2 separate regions of the Hordeum vulgare genome follow, and region 2 is linked to region 1. A link is a contact called in public Hi-C data. All regions are on one chromosome and are shown on one strand. The core of a region is the stretch at or near the end of the contact, and the rest is flanking DNA. Distances in the headings are between cores, read along the strand shown. Region 1 holds the start of LOC123425602 (disease resistance protein Pik-2-like). Region 2 holds the start of LOC123425605 (cysteine-rich receptor-like protein kinase 10).

The links. A called contact is a pair of places that touch in the nucleus more often than the background predicts.
Region 2: a Hi-C map of seedling shows a contact between it and region 1, with 2.1 times the contacts expected there. The contact joins the promoter of LOC123425605 here to the promoter of LOC123425602 in region 1. A contact is called at or near these places in 1 of 6 Hi-C or Micro-C datasets (seedling) and 1 of 1 datasets of contacts at active chromatin or transcription factors (embryo).

The regions. Positions count from the first base shown.
Region 1 is chr2H:147,792,597-147,795,739 of MorexV3_pseudomolecules_assembly, reverse strand. LOC123425602 (disease resistance protein Pik-2-like) reads left to right here and starts at 1,378. Exons shown (of 4, transcript XR_006621865.1): 1 at 1,378-2,588; 2 at 2,684-3,143.
Region 2 is chr2H:148,058,600-148,061,481 of MorexV3_pseudomolecules_assembly, reverse strand. It overlaps LOC123425605 (cysteine-rich receptor-like protein kinase 10), which reads left to right and starts at 1,459. Exons shown (of 7, transcript XM_045109298.1): 1 at 1,459-1,673; 2 at 1,778-1,950; 3 at 2,045-2,306; 4 at 2,588-2,816. The coding sequence starts at 1,822.

The sequences.
Region 1 (3,143 bases), core at 129-2,628:
GCTGCTACCCGATTTGATCTTTGGGTTTTTAGGCCAACTACAGCGCGCGACTTTATATTATCCGCCCGTGTGTGTTTGGGGCAAAACGGACACGCCACGCGGCCCAGTGCGCGGGCGCAAACGGACGTTTGTCCGTTTTTTGTCCGCTTTCGACCCATTCCCGACCCAAACTTGGTCCGGTTTTGTGTTGAAACGGAAAGCGCACGGACGCCGCACGGACAGGCGGGACGCGCGCGCGTGTCCTCCCCTGGCCCGCCCGTCGGTGGCACAAAGCAGCACGGCCTTCCCGTCCCCACGCCCCATTCCATTTCATTCCCCCCCCCAAAACCCTTCCACGCCCCGCCCACCACCCTCCCGCCATGGACGATCCCCGCCGAATTCTGGCGACCCGACCACCAAGGCGAAGAAGAAGAAGGCGCCTTAGGGCACGATGAAGCCGCGGTTGGAACTCACGCCGGAGAAGATCACAAAGCTGGACGCGGAATCGGCCAAGAGGCGGAACAGGCGGCAGAGGCGAAGAGGAAGGACGCCACGGCCGCGTACGCCATCGAGCTCGCTGAGGTGGAGGTCGCGCGATAGAAGGCCGATGCTCAAGAGAAGGAGGACATCGTTAGCAAAGCGCACACCCTCCTCATGACGGGGTTGTGCCGTCCGACGAGCTTCGCGGCTGCGCCCGTCGGTCCGATGAGCATAGGCTCGTCGGTCGTCCGGCCTCCGAAGTGCCCCTCCCCGACGTCGTCGACCACGCCATTGTTGCATGGTTTCCCTCTGCTAAGCTGCCAAGCCCAAACCCGTTTGTCGGGGTCGTCGGAAGTCAGCGTGATCACGTCGTCGATGCCGCGCCCCTCGTCCGTCATCGACCTAAACGTCACGCCGGGGTCCTGCGGCCGCCCGTCCATCGAGATGCAAAGAAAGCAAGCCCGACCCCCGTCTACGGCCATCATGTCGTCTCCCCACGTCCTGTTCGGCGAAATGCCAACACCGACGCCAACGGTCGAGGACCCTTTCTACGGTCAATTCATGAAGGATGTTATCTTCGAGGGCTGTGGTGAGGCCTTTCAGAAGGGTGGGCTGGGCGGGACCTTCGATGGCCTGAACTAGGGAGGCTGGCATGGTGAGCCGGCCGCTGGCTGTGTTGCCGACGAAAAACCTATTCTTTTGGAGGCCGGCTGTACTGCCGGTGAGGACTTGTAGGCTGGCTGTGTTGTCGACGTGATTTAGGGCCGCTTGCATTAACTATGGGCCGTGGCTATTTTAAATGTTTGTGTTCGAAAATGAGGCGAACAAGATGCGGTCAAGAATTTGTTGGCGCGTCATAGAATGTGGACAAAACAAACATCTCGAATGGGTAGTACGCTGGAGTTGGCCTGAGAATTCGGGCTATATGGGTTCGGGTTCGGGTTGGATTTTATGCCCATCTTGAAGAGCATAAGCTGCTTGACTGACTGTAAGCTTGGTAGGCAGGGGGCGGAGCCATGGCGGACCTTGTGGTGGGCATGGCCAAGTCGGTGGTGGATGGGGCGCTGACCAAGGCCCAGGTGGCGATCGAGGAGGAGTCCAAGCTGCGGCAGAGCGCACAGCGCAACCTGGTGTTCATCACCGGCGAGTTCCAGATGATGCAGGCCTTCCTCAACAACGCCGACAGCGACCGCCTGGAGAATCCGGTGGTGCGGACCTGGGTGCGGCAGATCCGCGACCTGGCCTACGACGTGGAGGACTGCATCGAGTTCGTCGTCCACCTCGACAAGAACAACAGCTGGTGGCTCCGCCTTCTCAACCCCGTGAGCTGGCTCCTCGCGCCCTGCCTGGATCTCGCGCCGCTGCCGCTCGACGAGGCGGTCGACGAGCTGGACCGGCTCAAGGCCATGGTGGAGGACGTGAGCAGCAGGAACACGCGCTACAACCTCATCAGCGACTCCGGCTCCAAGCCCGCCGCCGACAAGCACGACCCGGCTTCCTCCCGCGATGCCGTCGGTGGCGCAACGGCGTTCAACAGGCTCTTCGAGGCGGCGTTTAGAACCACCCTAAAAGGGGGTCTCACCCAGCTGCTCCCCAAGAAAGACCATGACCTTGGAGTCATCTCCATCTGGGGCACCGGCACCGGAGGCGGAGAAGATCTTGGGATGACATCCATCGCCTGGAAGGCCTACACTGATAAAGGGGCCTGCCAAAACTTCGTCTGTCGTGCCTGGGTGAAGTTGATGCATCCCTTCGATCCCCACCAGTTCGTCCGGTCTTTGACGGCCCAGTTCTACGCAAACTCTTCCTCTCCCGGTGAGGAACACGCGACCTCTGTAGGTGGTGTACAAGTCCTGATGAAGATGGATGCCATGCGAGGAGTAGAACCCCTCATGGATTTCGAGCAGCTTGTCATGAAAAATAGGTACCTCGTGGTGCTGGAGGACGTGTCCTCCATGGCAGACTGGGATGCTATCAGGAGGTTCTTTCCAAACATGAAGAATGGCAGCTGCATCATCTTGCCCACCAAGCAGTTCGAGGTAGCAAGCTCGACCGTTGGACATCCATACCAAGTGCTGCATCTCAACCAGCTATCAGCAGAGCACTCTATTTACGCTTTCTTTACAAAGGTAATTAATCCTAGCCAAAACCTCATCAGTTTTTGTTTCTACTGGTGAATGGACTAATTACACATTTCGTAACATATGTAATTACTTATGTTTAGGGATCTCGATATGATGTGGATCAAGGCAGGGAGATCAATAATGCACCCGCCAGCAAGAATGTATCAGTCGGCAACTGTAAGGAGGAAGCAGCCAAGAAGTGGATAAACAGGCATCCTCTGGTTGGACGCGAGTCGGAAATGAAGGATCTTGGTCTAAAGGTAATTATGGCACGGTCCAAGAGCTACCAAGTTATGTCCGTGTGGGGAATAGCTGGCGTTGGAAAATCAGCTCTCGTCATGAACATGTTCTGCGACAGAATTTGTAAAGGCATCCTATTCCAGAAGTATGGTTGGGTGGATGTATCACATCCTTTCAATTTATGGAACTTCTCTCGAATCTTACTTTCCAATCTTGGTTCTGAATATCTTCAAGCCGGTGAGACTGAGGACTTGTGTACGATGGGAAGCAGAAATCCCATTGTTGAGTGTCGTGAGATTCTGAAAAAGCATAGATGCCTGG
Region 2 (2,882 bases), core at 210-2,709, 270 kb before region 1:
GGATTCGTGTTCACCGTGAGTTCCATGAGCGCAAGAAGTTTTCGCCGTACCAAATAGTAAGCACGTGCGGGTGGGTGTCCATTTCAAAATGTTGGAGGGTGATCCAACAAGAGTGCAACAAGTTTTGTGCCACTCTTGAGAGCGTCAAGGCCCGTCCCATGAGCGGCATCGGCATGCAAGACATGGTATGCTAGCAAGCCGTCCTCTTTTTTGTGTTATCAAGTTTATGCTTGGGTGTTCGTTTGCATATCATTTTGCGAATATGCTTGCATGAAATACATTTGTAGGCATTTCAAGCTTTGGAGGCATTCAAGGTCCAACACAATGGCAAGTGCTTCAACCTCTCCCATTGCTTTAGGGTGATCAAAGACGAGGAGAAGTTCAAGGCGCAATATGTCGCCCTCAAGTCGCATGGTAGGAAGCAAGCCGTGAAGGAGGTTGGGGACGGTGAGAAGGCTGGACCACGGGGGAAGACCAACTCCAAGAAGGAGGACAAGCGGGATGTTAGAGATCGAGGCCGCCAACGCCAAGACCAAGGCCAAAGAAGTGGCTCTTGCGAGCATGATGACCGGGATGGAGATCATGAAGGTGGATCTCAACACCGTGTCGCCAAGGAAGAGGCCATGGCTCGAGAAGATGTAGGCCGACATGCTCAAGTTTGACGACAAGTGATCTATGGCGGCGAGCGCCATCTTTTTTGGATGCCGGCATGTGTGCTGGCATGACCAGGGGGGGCGCGATGGCGTGGTTGAACTCAAGTCCCATCCTTTTTGTGTGTTGGCATGTGTGCCGGCCGTCTGGCGAGTGCGCCAACATGAACTGTGGTGTTATTTTTTTAAAGCCGGCATTGTATGCCGGCATGAGACATGGCCGCTCGCATGATCGGCCGCGAGCCTTTTGAAAAAAAATGTTGATTGCGGGTATAAAATGGGTTGGCGCGTTGGGCACACCGTCGAAACAAATTTAAAACAGGGCGGACGCCGGGCGGGCGGCCGACCCAAACGGACAAATTCGCCGTCCGTTTGGGTCTGTCCGTTGAAGTTGCTCTAATTCACTTGATAAAATGCTTACAAGCTTGTTTGATGAATACGCCTTTCGTTCCTAAATATAAGATGTATTATTTTTTTTTAAAGTCAAACTTTTCTAATTTTGATCAAGTTTATTGATAAAAATATCAATGTTTAGAGTAACAAATAATTATCATTAGATTCACCATGAAATACGTTTCTATATTTTGCATTTTTAGTATTGTAAATGCTTATATATTTTGCTATAAAATTGATCAAACATAGATATACTTTAACTTTGAAAAACTAATACACCTTATATTAATTATAAGGAACGGAGGGAGTATATCGAAAACACCCCACCCCCACCCCACCCCCACACACCCACCAAAAAAATGCACGCGATCGAAATTAAAATCAGACCAAACCGCGTCTACTGACGAGGGCGGACCCAGGTGAAAGAACATGCTAGGCTAGCGACAGTCAAGTCAACCGATCATACAAATACCTCCTTGTTTCTTTCCTTTTGCTTTACATACATACTAGTGGGCAGTGGCACCGGCAGCAAGCAGTCTATTCATCTCAGATCTGAAGTTCATCCCCTCTCCCGGTGTTCTGTTCCCAGCTTGGATCCTTCATCGAGGACGAGGACCGTTCCTCTCCAAGGTCAGTGCACTTGACGAACTGCTTAATTATTCCCAGATACAGCTTTCTTGTGCATCCTTAGTCTGATATTGTTTAGCAACTTCCTTCCTTTGGTAAATTGCAAGTTGTGATTGATCGCATCGGCAGCTTCTTACATTATCAGCGATTAATGGCCACCGGAGGCGTAACCCTGGAGAGCCTACCGAACGAGCTACCATTAGACTTCTTGAACAAAATCACAAGGAACTTCTCCGATGAGCTACTACTTGGTCAGGGCGCATTCGGGTCAGTTTATAAGGTAGTACTATGATTTTGCCACAACTTTCTCTGTCAATTAAGAGGTTGACACGGGAAAGTGCCAAGGTAGATTAGTTTTATGTGACGTTAAACAGGGGATCCTGGACGATGGTGGGGTGGTTGCTGTGAAGAAACTCGCGGAAAATTCCCCTGTACCACGTGACACAATATTCGTGAATGAGGTTCAGAATATTATGGTGCTTGAACATGAAAATATCGTCAAGTTGGTTGCTTACTGCCGTGAGGCACAAAAAAAATTGGTGCAGAGCAACGGACGATATATTATTGCAGAGGTCATTGACACTGTACTCTGCTATGAATACTTGCCTAAGGGGAGCCTTCACAATAATCTTTTTGGTATGTCATACATCATGCACTATCCGAGCTATTATTTTTCATGTACCTTGTTCGGAGTTCTAGCATGACTTTGCATAAGTTTCCTCTATTTTTTGCACTGGTAATATACTGAGCAGAAAAGGATAACATCACACGTTATCAATAGAAGAATCCTGCTGTTGCTTTGGTGGACATTTTTCTCTTCACAAGATCTTTGCTGTCATTATTATTCTGAGATACTTATTATCATTTTTATCCAGCATCTTGGATAGCTTATGAAATTCTATTACATGTTACTTCAGGTGAATCCGGTAGCATTGATTGGGATACGCGCTTTAAAATAATAAAGGGAATATGTGAAGGTATACATTTTCTACATACCTTGCCTAGTCCTGTTCTCCATTTGGGTCTGAAGCCTCAAAATATACTACTGGGTGACAATATGAAACCGAAAATTGCGGATTTTGGTTTCTCGAGAATATTCGGCCAAGATCAAACCCGAAAGAACACAAGAAGTGTCGTGGGATCGGTGTAAGTTACTGTATGCTTATTATGTTGATATATCAGCTATCTTGTTCCTATACTGTAATGCAAAAC